3 separate regions of the Mus musculus genome follow, and all the other regions are linked to region 1. The links are chromatin contacts, called in public Hi-C maps. All regions are on one chromosome and are shown on one strand. The core of a region is the stretch at or near the end of the contact, and the rest is flanking DNA. Distances in the headings are between cores, read along the strand shown.

The links. Hi-C and Micro-C count contacts between places; a contact is called where the count stands out from the background.
Region 2: a Hi-C map of cerebral cortex shows a contact between it and region 1, with 5 times the contacts expected there. The contact joins two enhancer-like sites. A contact is called at or near these places in 1 of 15 datasets of contacts at CTCF or cohesin (embryonic stem cells), 9 of 484 Hi-C or Micro-C datasets (cerebral cortex, cortical neurons and embryonic stem cells) and 2 of 115 datasets of contacts at active chromatin or transcription factors (VIP interneurons and neural progenitor cells).
Region 3: a contact with region 1 is called in a Hi-C map of cortical neurons, with 5 times the contacts expected there. The contact joins two enhancer-like sites. A contact is called at or near these places in 7 of 484 Hi-C or Micro-C datasets (cerebral cortex, cortical neurons, embryonic stem cells and 2 more) and 2 of 115 datasets of contacts at active chromatin or transcription factors (astrocytes and neural progenitor cells).

What each region holds. Positions count from the first base shown.
Region 1 is chr9:113,632,305-113,635,843 of GRCm38.p6, forward strand. It overlaps Gm36745 (a long non-coding RNA gene), which reads right to left. Exons shown (of 5, transcript XR_379913.3): 5 at 3,533-3,539. Among named protein-coding and RNA genes, the nearest start is that of Gm36686, 7.6 kb to the left of the region's middle. Within about 2 kb of position 1,542, at least 20 of the 459 cell types and tissues checked have an H3K27ac peak or open chromatin away from gene starts, as enhancers often do. A contact at or near this core is called in VIP interneurons, cerebral cortex and cortical neurons, where this site is marked.
Region 2 is chr9:113,156,128-113,159,666 of GRCm38.p6, forward strand. No RefSeq gene overlaps it. Among named protein-coding and RNA genes, the nearest start is that of Gm46133, 17 kb to the left of the region's middle. Within about 2 kb of position 1,529, at least 23 of the 459 cell types and tissues checked have an H3K27ac peak or open chromatin away from gene starts, as enhancers often do. A contact at or near this core is called in VIP interneurons, cerebral cortex and cortical neurons, where this site is marked.
Region 3 is chr9:113,304,292-113,307,830 of GRCm38.p6, forward strand. Gm36367 (a long non-coding RNA gene) reads left to right here. Exons shown (of 4, transcript XR_379905.2): 3 at 15-188. Among named protein-coding and RNA genes, the nearest start is that of Gm36367, 10 kb to the left of the region's middle. Within about 2 kb of position 1,565, at least 16 of the 459 cell types and tissues checked have an H3K27ac peak or open chromatin away from gene starts, as enhancers often do. A contact at or near this core is called in cerebral cortex and cortical neurons, where this site is marked.

The DNA.
Region 1 (3,539 bases), core at 292-2,791:
CGCCCACAGTGAGCTGGCCCCGCCCACATCAAACATTTATCAAGAAAATGCCCCCCACACACAGGCCAATTCAGGAGGCAATTCCTCAATTGGGGTGCCTGCTTCCCAGGCGATGCTATTTTATGTCAAAGTAACAAAAAAAAAAAAAAAAAAAAAACAAAAACGAACCAGTGCACCAGTGTTGCTTGTCGGAGGCAGCAACAGTTGGGCAGTCTATCTTCAGGCCCTCCCAAGCTCCTCCTAGCTACGATCATCTTTTATTCCTTCCTGCCCACAGACATCTCAATTTATCCTCTCTCACAAAGGAAAATGATTGCAAGGTCCTACCCTCTTTTTCGTGAAGAGAAAAGAAAACTAATATTGTTTTCCTGCTCAGAGCTTTGTCAGAAATGCCTCGAAGACAAAATTAAATTTGAGATCAATCAAAACCTTGAGCAAAGAGATGAGCCAGACTTCCCTCAGGGCTCAGGCTATGCAGTCCTCTGCCAGGCACTGTAAGTCCCGGCCCTGGCAGGTGACCCAGCCCTTGGGAGGACTGCTGGGTGCCTGCCCTTCCTGTCCCTGGATTTTACCTCCTGATGATGTCATCCTTGCCCTGATCTGATCCCAGTTTCGGGTGCACAGCCCTGGTCCCTTAGGGCTAAGGAACCTTGAACTGTGAGTCTGGCTTCTTAAATACTCTAAGGGTGGTCTCCGTGACCCTCAAAACAGCAGCCAGCAGCTAAGCATTGTGTCTTTCCCCATCATAAGGATGAGTTAGGTTGATTGAGGATTTTCTTTTTTGTCCTTTAAAATTGTTAAGTGGCTGCAGCTCAAAATGTCACAAACACAAAAATAACATCTCTTGACACTCCGTAGGTTAAAAACAGTTCCTGGGATGAGGTCTATGTTCTGTTTCTCTGCATCTTCTTGGCTGGCACCTCCCTCCCTCCCTCCCTCCCTCCTTTCCTCTCTCCCTCCTTCCCTTCCTCTCTCTTCCATGATAAGCCTCATGGCTTTTCATAGTTTGTTTTTGCAGGCGTCCTGGTCTCCTGCAGTATCTTTCCCATCTCTGCCTAGCTCTTGTCTCCTCAGCCCCACCCACCAGAGCCTCCTCAGCTGCCCCAGCTCAGCCGCCCCAGCTCAGGCACAGCCTTTGGCCCGTATCTGCCTGTACCCAGGGTTCAGTCTCCTGCCTTCCCTTCTGCGTTCAGACCTGCTTTGTTGCTCTCTGGGCAGAGGTTCTGTGGAACACAAATGCAGCTGAGGCTTTGGTGACTAACTTGGGCTCACGCCCAGTGCCATCGGCTACTGCCATGTTGGTGGGGACAGAATCCTTGCTAACTCATCTAGGCAGGGAGCCATGGCTTGGAGCCGAGCAGCAAAGTGTCTGGGGACCAAGGAGGGGACTGATGATGGAAAACACATCAAAAGAATAGGCGATAACTCCAGTTTTCTTTCTCAGAACACCTGGCCAAGATGCCTCCTCTCTATTCCTGTCAGCCAAACAGGACGGCTGCCTCACGTAAAGAATGGGGCTTTGGCAGAGCACACAGGGGTGCAGTCAGGCCTCTGGGCAGAAATGCCTTGACTCTGTGTTCTGTCTCCCAGGGCCTCAGTGTACTCACTCGTGAAGGTAATAGCTCGAAGTGTTTCTCAAGTTCATAGAAGACAGCCGCCATAATAGATGTGAGGCACCATTGTCTCCTGGCTTCTGTTCAAAACTTCTTCCCACCAAGAATGGTGGAGCACACACCTTTAATCCCAGCACTTGAGAGGCAGTTGGGTCTCTGTGAATTCAAGGCCAGACTGTTCTACATGGTGATACCTTATCTCAAAAATAAATAAATAAATAAATAAATAAATAAATATCTTCTTATGGCCTCTCCTGTCTCTCTGTAGGAAAAAAAAAATGGCTCTTGGATAATCTCTCCAAAAAAGCTCTCTTTCAATCAGTCAATTTGCTTACAAAAGTTTACTGAGCACCTACCCCGTGCCAAGATCCTTTGCCAAGTACTGGGCATTCAAATCAAATGAGATAATCCTGCTATCTAGGGAATCCCAGGGCAGCAGAAGTGACAAATACCAGGTAAGACAGGACACCTCAGAGATGTAGAGGAAGGGTAGCTACCGGATATAGCAAGGATAACCCATGTTCTCTTTGGAGTCATGGTTTCCGTCAGGTTACCTGCCCTCCTTGGGAGGGAGGACTCCTGTCATGAAAATCGAGGGGCTGGAAGCTGTCAGTATTTAAGGTTTGTAAGTCTTCCATGGCCTGCTCCGAAAGATCCTGCTATGAAGAAAATATGAAGGATGTGTGACTAGGAGAAGACTCTGCCAAGGAAGTGTTTGACTCACAATCGTGAGGACCTGAGTTTGATCTACAAGAGATGGGAGAAGCCATCATGGCACACACTCAAAATCTCATTGCTGGAGAGCCTGAGACAGGTGGATCGCTGGGACTGGCTAGCAAGTGAGCATAGCCTATTTGGAAAGTTCTAGGTCAGTGAAGAATCTGCATCAAATAGTATGAGCAATGCCTCATCTTTTCCTCTGGCTTCCACGTGCATGTGCACACGCATGCGCACACAAACACACACACATGGTGAATAAATAAGAAGATTCTAACCTCCAGGTAAGCTTTATACTCTAACAAACTCTCCCCTCTCCCTTAAACACACACACACACACACACACACTCACACACACTCACACACACACACACACACACTCACACACACACACACACTCACACACACACACCAGCACTCACTGTAAGAGGATCTTGTGTATCACTCATAACCGAGCAACCTGCCATCTGCCCCCGCACCTCTCTCTTTGGTCATGGCTGAGAGGTACTGCAGGGGTCTCCTGGATGCACCTGGAATGAATTCAGGTCTCATCCTAGTGTGGCACGCAGCTGCTGAGTTAATAAGAAAGCTCTGGCAGCTTCGGAAGGCAGTTCAGGGCTTTGAGCTATTTATAGACACTTCAATATGCACAACGGTTGCCTTACACTTTCCATTAACCCCTCCGAGGTTTGAACCGGCAGATTAATTTCCCAGTTCTCTGAGGAATGCTGGCCTTTATTAACCCCATTAGGACATTTTCTTTAGGGGTTCAATTCTCTGTGTGTGGAGAAAAAAAAAAACTCTGAACGTCTTCATAGGCTTGTTCAATTTACCTTGTGCTTCTTAAGTTATAAAAAATAAGAAGAATTTCAAACTCCAAATGATAAACATTCCAAACAGTTTTTGTAGCAAATAAAACTCATAGCTGGGGCATGCAAATTAACAAAACAAAACAAAACAAAAAACCACAAATCATGGATAAGCATGGTACCTTACATATTTGCAAAAATGGTAGCATGTATGGCTGTGTAAGTATTTTCATAAACAAGAAAGAAAGAAAGAAAGAAAGAAAGAAAGAAAGAAAGAAAGAAAGAAAGAAAGAGAGAGAGAGAAAGAGAAGAGAGAGAGGAAGGAAAGAAGGAAGGAAGGAAGGAAGGAAGAAAGGAAGAAGAGAGGGAGGGAGGAAGAGAGAGAGAGAGGAAGGGAGGA
Region 2 (3,539 bases), core at 279-2,778, 480 kb before region 1:
GCCCTATTTTCAGGTAGAATCCTGACTATGGGTCACTTGGGTGAGAGCATCTTATACTGACCATCTCTGAAACAGCTGATCTTTCCATACACAGATGCTGAGGTCCACAGAGGGCTGATAGGGCCAGAATAGCTAACGGAATTGGATACAATAATTGGTCTCAACGTGTCCAAAATTAAAGAGCTGCAGCTTTTAAATGCCCTAAGAATCTAGATCAGGGTAAAACAGAGCTGACAGAAAACTTGCACAGGTGGCCCTGTCAACATTCTGTCAGGAAGGAAGGAAAGGCCCAGGAGGGCCCACCTCTCCCTGAGGATGTGCAAGAAGCTACTGTAATGAGGGCATGGAGAGAGATTTTCTTTGGTGGTGTAGTTATTGATAAATTGTCCATGCCTCTATAAGTAACCCTTCATCCATGCCCCTATATCCAATCCTTATGAAACTCATTGGAATGTACACACACACACATGCACACACACACACACACACACACACACACACCACTCATACACTCATGTGTTATTATTGGGGGTGGGGGGACAATGTTAAAGTAGAAGGGGACCAGCTAGGTAGGATGATGTCAGCATAAATGTGAAGCAGGTAAAAAAAAAAAAAAATAAAAAAGACCATGAGGGAGGTCAAAACATATTACATGTGTGCATAAAAATTTCATATTGAAGAGCTGGGGAGGAGACTCAGTAGTCCAGAGTGTGTGACCCATTTGCAGAGGACCAGAGTTTGTTCCTCTGCATCCCCTAAGATGGCTCACGACCACCTGTCACTCCAGCTCCAGGGGAATCTGATGCCCTCTTCTGGCCTCTGCAGGCACTGCACTCAGATATATACAAACCTATACCAATACCCATACACGTAAATTAAAATGCTAAAAATGAAAAAAAAAATGTCCTTTAAAAAGTTAAATATTACAACGAAACTCATTATTATGTACAATCAATGCATGCTTTTAAAAATAAGGGTGAAGGTTGGTAAGGAATTAAAAGGACATTTAAATCATTTTCCTTTTCCAGAGTGGCAAGCCAGCCCCACATCCTTAGTTCTTTATCACCAGGGAAGGTGTGGGAGGTAGAAAGAAAATGGGGACCCTCTTCCCGTGGTGCCTGGATGGGACCAGTGTGCAGCAGACCAGGAGTTGCAATCCAAAGCAGGAACTGATAACAAAATTCTAATCCCTTCAGGCACACACTCTCGTTTGTTCTCTTCCCATGATTCCGGCCACCTGCTTCTTGCCTCCCTCCTTCCCACTTCAAATATACAGGTAAAAGAAAACAGACCCACTGTGTGAATCCAAATCAGCATCTGGTCGCAGAAATTGAGAAATGGTCTCTAATGAATTTATCCCTGGGACAAAAAGAAAACAGTAATTAGGCCGAACATCGGAAAAGTGCTTGCCAGCGCACTTTTGTGCTATGGTTTCATTTTATCTTGCGGGATGAGTGGAACCGTAGGTAAGACACGCTCCGAACTGTGCTCCGGACCACGCAGGTGTTCAGTGGGAGCCACTCTCCCTCTTTCTTGTTTCCCAGTAGACCCTCCTGCTGTCACCGTTCCAGCGTGCCTCTGGGCTGTCACTTTCTGTTACTCTCCGAAGTGAAAACTGGGGCAATATTATTCTCTTCCTTCCACGATAACAAACAGAATCCTACCAAATCCCTTTAAAATGAACCTGCAGACATGAGAGTGACAGGTTTTATAAATCATTCTAATGGGGAGAAACTACACCCCTCCTCTGCACAAACCCAGCCTGGGCCTGTTCCACGGCGCCTGCCATATGGAAGCAGTTTAACTCAGCAGCCCTTACCAGGAGATCTCATCAGGACCTGTGTAGTCTGAATGTTTGCCGTGTGATAATACAGACCACCAGAAAAAAACAGGACGCTGAAGTTGTATGACTTTAGCTGTGTCTGGGGGGGGGGGGGGGGGAGGAGAGAGTGGGGAAGGGTGTCTATGTGTGCTAACACAGAAATAAAACTCTATTGTAAGGAAATGTTAGGAGATATTGCCTTTTTTTCTACTACTGCCTACAGAGGTATTCTAATTTGCTTCTCCATCACTGTGATAAAAATACTTCTCAAAAGCAACTTGGGGAGGCAACCGTTTGCTTGGCTCACACTTCTGCTTCATACCCCATCGTGAAAGGAAGTCAAGGCGAAGGGACTGAAGAAGGAATCGTAACGCAGGAGCTGAAGCAGAGGCCACCCAGGGGTGCTGCTTACTCGCACCCCATTGCTTGCTTAACTTGTTCCTTATAGAACCCAGGACCACCTACCTGCCCAGGGTGGCACTGCCTACAATGGCCTGGTCCCTCCCACATCCATCACTAACCAAAAAAAAACGGAACTGACAAACTCAAAATCCAGTGTCTTTCCTTGGCCATGCAATGTGTTCATCTCTCAGCATACATACCCTGCAGGCAGAATTAACCAATTGTCTTTCTATGCTCCCAGGGCTATGTGACTGATTAGCCCTAATTCTACAACTCAGCCTTTGTACGATAGGCCCCTTCACAGGAACGAAGGCCAGGCAACATCTTCATCTTTATAATCGCCCCTAGGCTTAGCGTGGGAACTAGCATTTGCTAGGTGTTCAGCAAATGTACATGGAATTTAAATGAAATTTAAAAGCATGAAGCAAATACAATAGCTCCTAACATACTCTAATGATCCATGCTGTGGGATGTCCCACCCACCCCTTCTCCAGGTATAGTGTGTGTGTGTGTGTGTGTGTGTGTATGTATTATATGTGTGTATGTATTATGTGTGTATGTGTGTATATATTATGTGTGTATGTGTGTATGTATTATGTGTGTATGTATTATGTGTGTATGTATGTGTGTGTATGTATATGTGTGCATGGGTATGTATGTATGTGAATGCATGTGTTGTGTGAGGTGTATATGTGTGTGTATGTATGTGTTGTGTGTGTATGTGTGTATAGGTGTGTATATATGTATATGTGTGTATGTATGTATATATGTGTGTGTATGTATGTATGCATGTGTATGTATGTGTGTATATGTGTATGTTGTGTATGTGTGTATGTATATATGTGTGTATGTATGTATGTATATGCATGTGTGTATGTGTATGTTGTGTATGTGTGTGAATGTGTTGTATATGTGTGTATATGTGTGTATGTATGTGTATGCATATGTGTATGTTGTGTATGTGTGTATGTGTATGAATGTATTGTGTATGTGTGTGTATATGTGTGTGTTTGTGTACATCTGCATGCAAGTGCATGTGGAAATCAGGATGACCTTTGCTGTCTTTCTTTAGGAACTGAGTTTTGGAAACAGGATCTCTCACTGACCTAGAACTTGCCAAGTAGGTTAGGCTGGCTTCCCAGGGATCCACTTGCCTCCCCCTCCCCAGCGCTGGGCTCACAGGCACACACTACTGCCCAGCTCTTTGTACAGGGCTTCTAGAGATCAAGCTCAGGCCTCCATGCTTACACTGCACGTGAATACTGAGCCATCGCCAGGGCCTTTGCTGTTTTGATTTGAAAGTGTGTGCTCTACA
Region 3 (3,539 bases), core at 315-2,814, 330 kb before region 1:
TATTCCCCTCACAGTGGACCACAGGGACTTGGACATGCTCAAGAGGAGCAGCTGCACCTTCTTGAATCACAATCCAAGGCCTCTCCCAATGGCAAGCCAAGACTTCAAACAGAGGATCTCTCTGGGGCCATCTGGAGCTAGAAGCTAGAGACAGAATTTATTCCTGGAGACCCAGAGAACCAGGCCAGGTAGGAACACAACCAAAGACCCCATAGTCACTCAGGATCTGCTGGAAGGTTACGGGGAAGCTGCTCTGGGGCCCAAACTTGTTAGCTTTCTGTGATAACCACTATGACCAAAGCAACTCGGGAAAGTAAGGGTTTATTTGGCTTACATTTCCTGAATACAGTCTGACTTTGAGGGATGTCAGGACAGGAGCCCCAAGTGGAAGTCTGGAGCCAGAAACTGATGCAGAGGCCCTAGAGGAGTGCTGCTTTACTGGCTTGTTTAGTCTATTTTCTACCCAGGACCACTTGCTCAGGGAGTAACCAATGGGCTGGGTCCTCCTGTATCAATCACTAATCAATAAAGTGTCCTCTGGCCTTACATAAGGCAACCTGATGGAGGCATTTCCTCTATTGGGGTACTTCCCTGATTACGCTAGCGTGTGTCTAGTTGACCAGAAACTACTCAGGACAGGACCCTCCTGTACTAAACTCCAGCAACTGGCACAACTATTACCTCCACTTCATACTCCAGAGAACAGAGGCTCAGAGAGGCCAATCCCCTGCCCAAAGTTAAGCATGAAACCAGTAGAGGACACATGTAAATCACCCCAGGGCATCTCCCAAGAAGTCTTAGGTCTCTCCTGAGGCATCACCTATCCTTCGGTACCCACAGATTGGGAAGAAGGTCTGGATACCCATGCCAAACTCCTTTTACAGAAAGATGCCAGATAGACTAGGGTGTGCTGGGAAGACAGGCTGAGGTACATGGTACTCTGAGGCTAAGACCTAGACTGGACACATCCCTAGTCTCCTGTCTTGAGTCTATCGGGATGCTCTCAACTTCACCATGGTTCCCAATGCAAGCATGGTAAAGCCCTTGGCCCTCATCCTGCAAAACCTCTTCAATTAGCAAGGTTTCCCCCTACAACTGCTGAATATGTTTAAGTCTCTACCTTACAGAGTTCCTTTCCTTCTTTGCTGCACCCCTCCCCAGAGCTCTCCTCTCTTCTCCCCTCCTCTCTTGTTTCTCCTCACACTTCTTTTACTTTCTTACCTACCCCTGGCTTCGCTCACAGACCAAGAGTTGCAAGGACACATCAGCGCAATCCAGAGTGTCACATAACCCAGGGGCCCCTCATCCTTGCTCATAAGTAGCATCTACCTGGACCCAGCACCTCACAGCTGTCTGATTAGAGCTCAGAGGGAGGTTTTGTCTGGAGATGGTTTTTATAGTGTTCGCCGAAGGGGTGCCTGCATGTGGTTTCCATGCCAAAATGAAGCAAAGCTTTTTGGAAGAGGAAGGCGAAACAAAAAGCCCAGCCAGTCCCTCTCAGTATTGTTCTGTATGCCAGCAACTTGATGCTTTTTCAGCGTGGAGAAAAGAGGCTGCAAATGCCATCCTGAGCTCCAGGCCAAGCTTCCTCTGGGCCAGTGGACTTCTCAGCATGAGGGGCGCTGCTGCTCAGAGCCTGAGACAGCAGAACAATGGACAAGCTGAGCTTGGAGCTTCCCACCCAGACACCAAGGCTAAAAATGACTTCTCCCCACATGGGTACCATATTCAGCATGAAGCGCTGGGAGCTGAAGGCTCTGCACAGAACTGGGGGGAAATGTTTATCTATCTCTGCAGCCAGCAGTCCACAGCATGAGGAGCTACTCTGGCAGAGGCTGGGGGTTGATGGAGTGGGAGGGGACTTGCAATTCTATTTAAAGGAGACTTAAACCCAGGATTAGGACAGGACAAGGTAAAGTCATCTGTCCACCCTTTGTCAGTTGCTGAAGTTCCTTGCCTGGGTGACCCCTCCTAAAGCAAGCAAGACTAACCCAGTGAGGCTCAGGCCCTCCCTGCTATTCCCTTACCTCTCACAGCAGCCTCACAAGTAAATGAACAAAACTCCCTGACCCTGGCCATTTTCATCAAAAGGAATTTAAAAGGTGGCCCCACATAAGTTGGGGAACTTGGGGTGGGGGCAATAGCAACCTCTGCCCCCTATGCACAAAGCATTTGCATGGACTCCGGAAGAATCCAGATCCCCCTTCAAAAGAATGGCGGTTTCTGGATGCATGTATACCACCACTGTATTCTATATTTCTTGTTCTTCACGTGGCTGCTGTTTGAGTCTCTCCTCCCCGCTATGCACACATCTTTTCATCAGCTTCCATTGTCATTGTTTCCTGGTGTCTCGGCATGATTTCCATAAATATAGCTTGAGACAAGGATTTAAACACACTTGATCCATTTGGGGGAGAAAGAAAAGAAAGAGGATTTGAGAGGGTGAAGGAGTTAAGCAAAGATGTGAACTCAGATAAAATCCAGCCTTGGATTGATTGACAGAAGGATCTGGGAGGGAAGTGTTGTGTAGAGGAGTCCCTTCCTTTATCTCCAATGTTCTGAACCCTGTTACAAGTCCAGCCTTGGCTGTGAGTCTTCCCAAGATTGACCATGTGCAAACATCAAGGCCAGAATGCTGAAGACTTCTTGGAGAACGTTTTTCTATTTCTTGGGATAACTCTAGAGCAGTCCATGCTTCCAGCATCTGGGAAGAACTTCTCATCCAAGAAATGGCAACTTGTCAACTGGAAAGTTCCACAGCAGTTGGATCCTCTGGTCTCAGTGTTCTCCTGTACCCCAAGTCAAACAGGGTCAAAAGGGAAATGCCGTTCCATCTACCGGCCATCCCAATTCCAGAGCCAGTAGATGCTGTCTTAGTCTCCGTAGGAGGATCAGGCAAGGGAGACTCCATTCATGTCTTTCTTGACCTTCATCTCCAAAATCCACCACCCCAGTGCAGACTCTCGCTTGGGCCAGGTCAATGATGTTCCCATCAGTTTCCCAGCTCCGGGATGATGTCTGTTCAAGTTCACATGTTTCCTCCTGACTTGAAAATAGCTGAGAATAGAACTAAAGCATATGTGTAGTATGTGTCTATTTATTAGCTCAATTTAGCCTTTACAGGATATATATATGTCATGTCTTCATGTTGTACACAATAAATGTATGTGTGCAGTTTCTACTTATGGATAAATGAGTGAATGTTATTTCCCTTGCCTAAATCCTTGTTTGGTAGCACTCAACCTAGTACAGTCCTCTATATTATAATGTCTACGTTGTAATGAGGCTATTATTACATTAATTAGGATCCTTCATAAGCCATGTGAGTTCTGAAAGTTTGAAGTCCGTCATTAGTGTCCATACCCTCTTCTATGTCAATACCTAGCACCTGGAGGACAGACATCCATATATTTGACTTGAAAATGGTACACAACCCTGTCCACAGAGCTGAGTACTTCCTGGTTTATCACTTACCCTAAGAAGCTAAGAAATACAGCTTCTTCTTGCTTCATTACTTTCATCAATCCTTGGAATGAAAT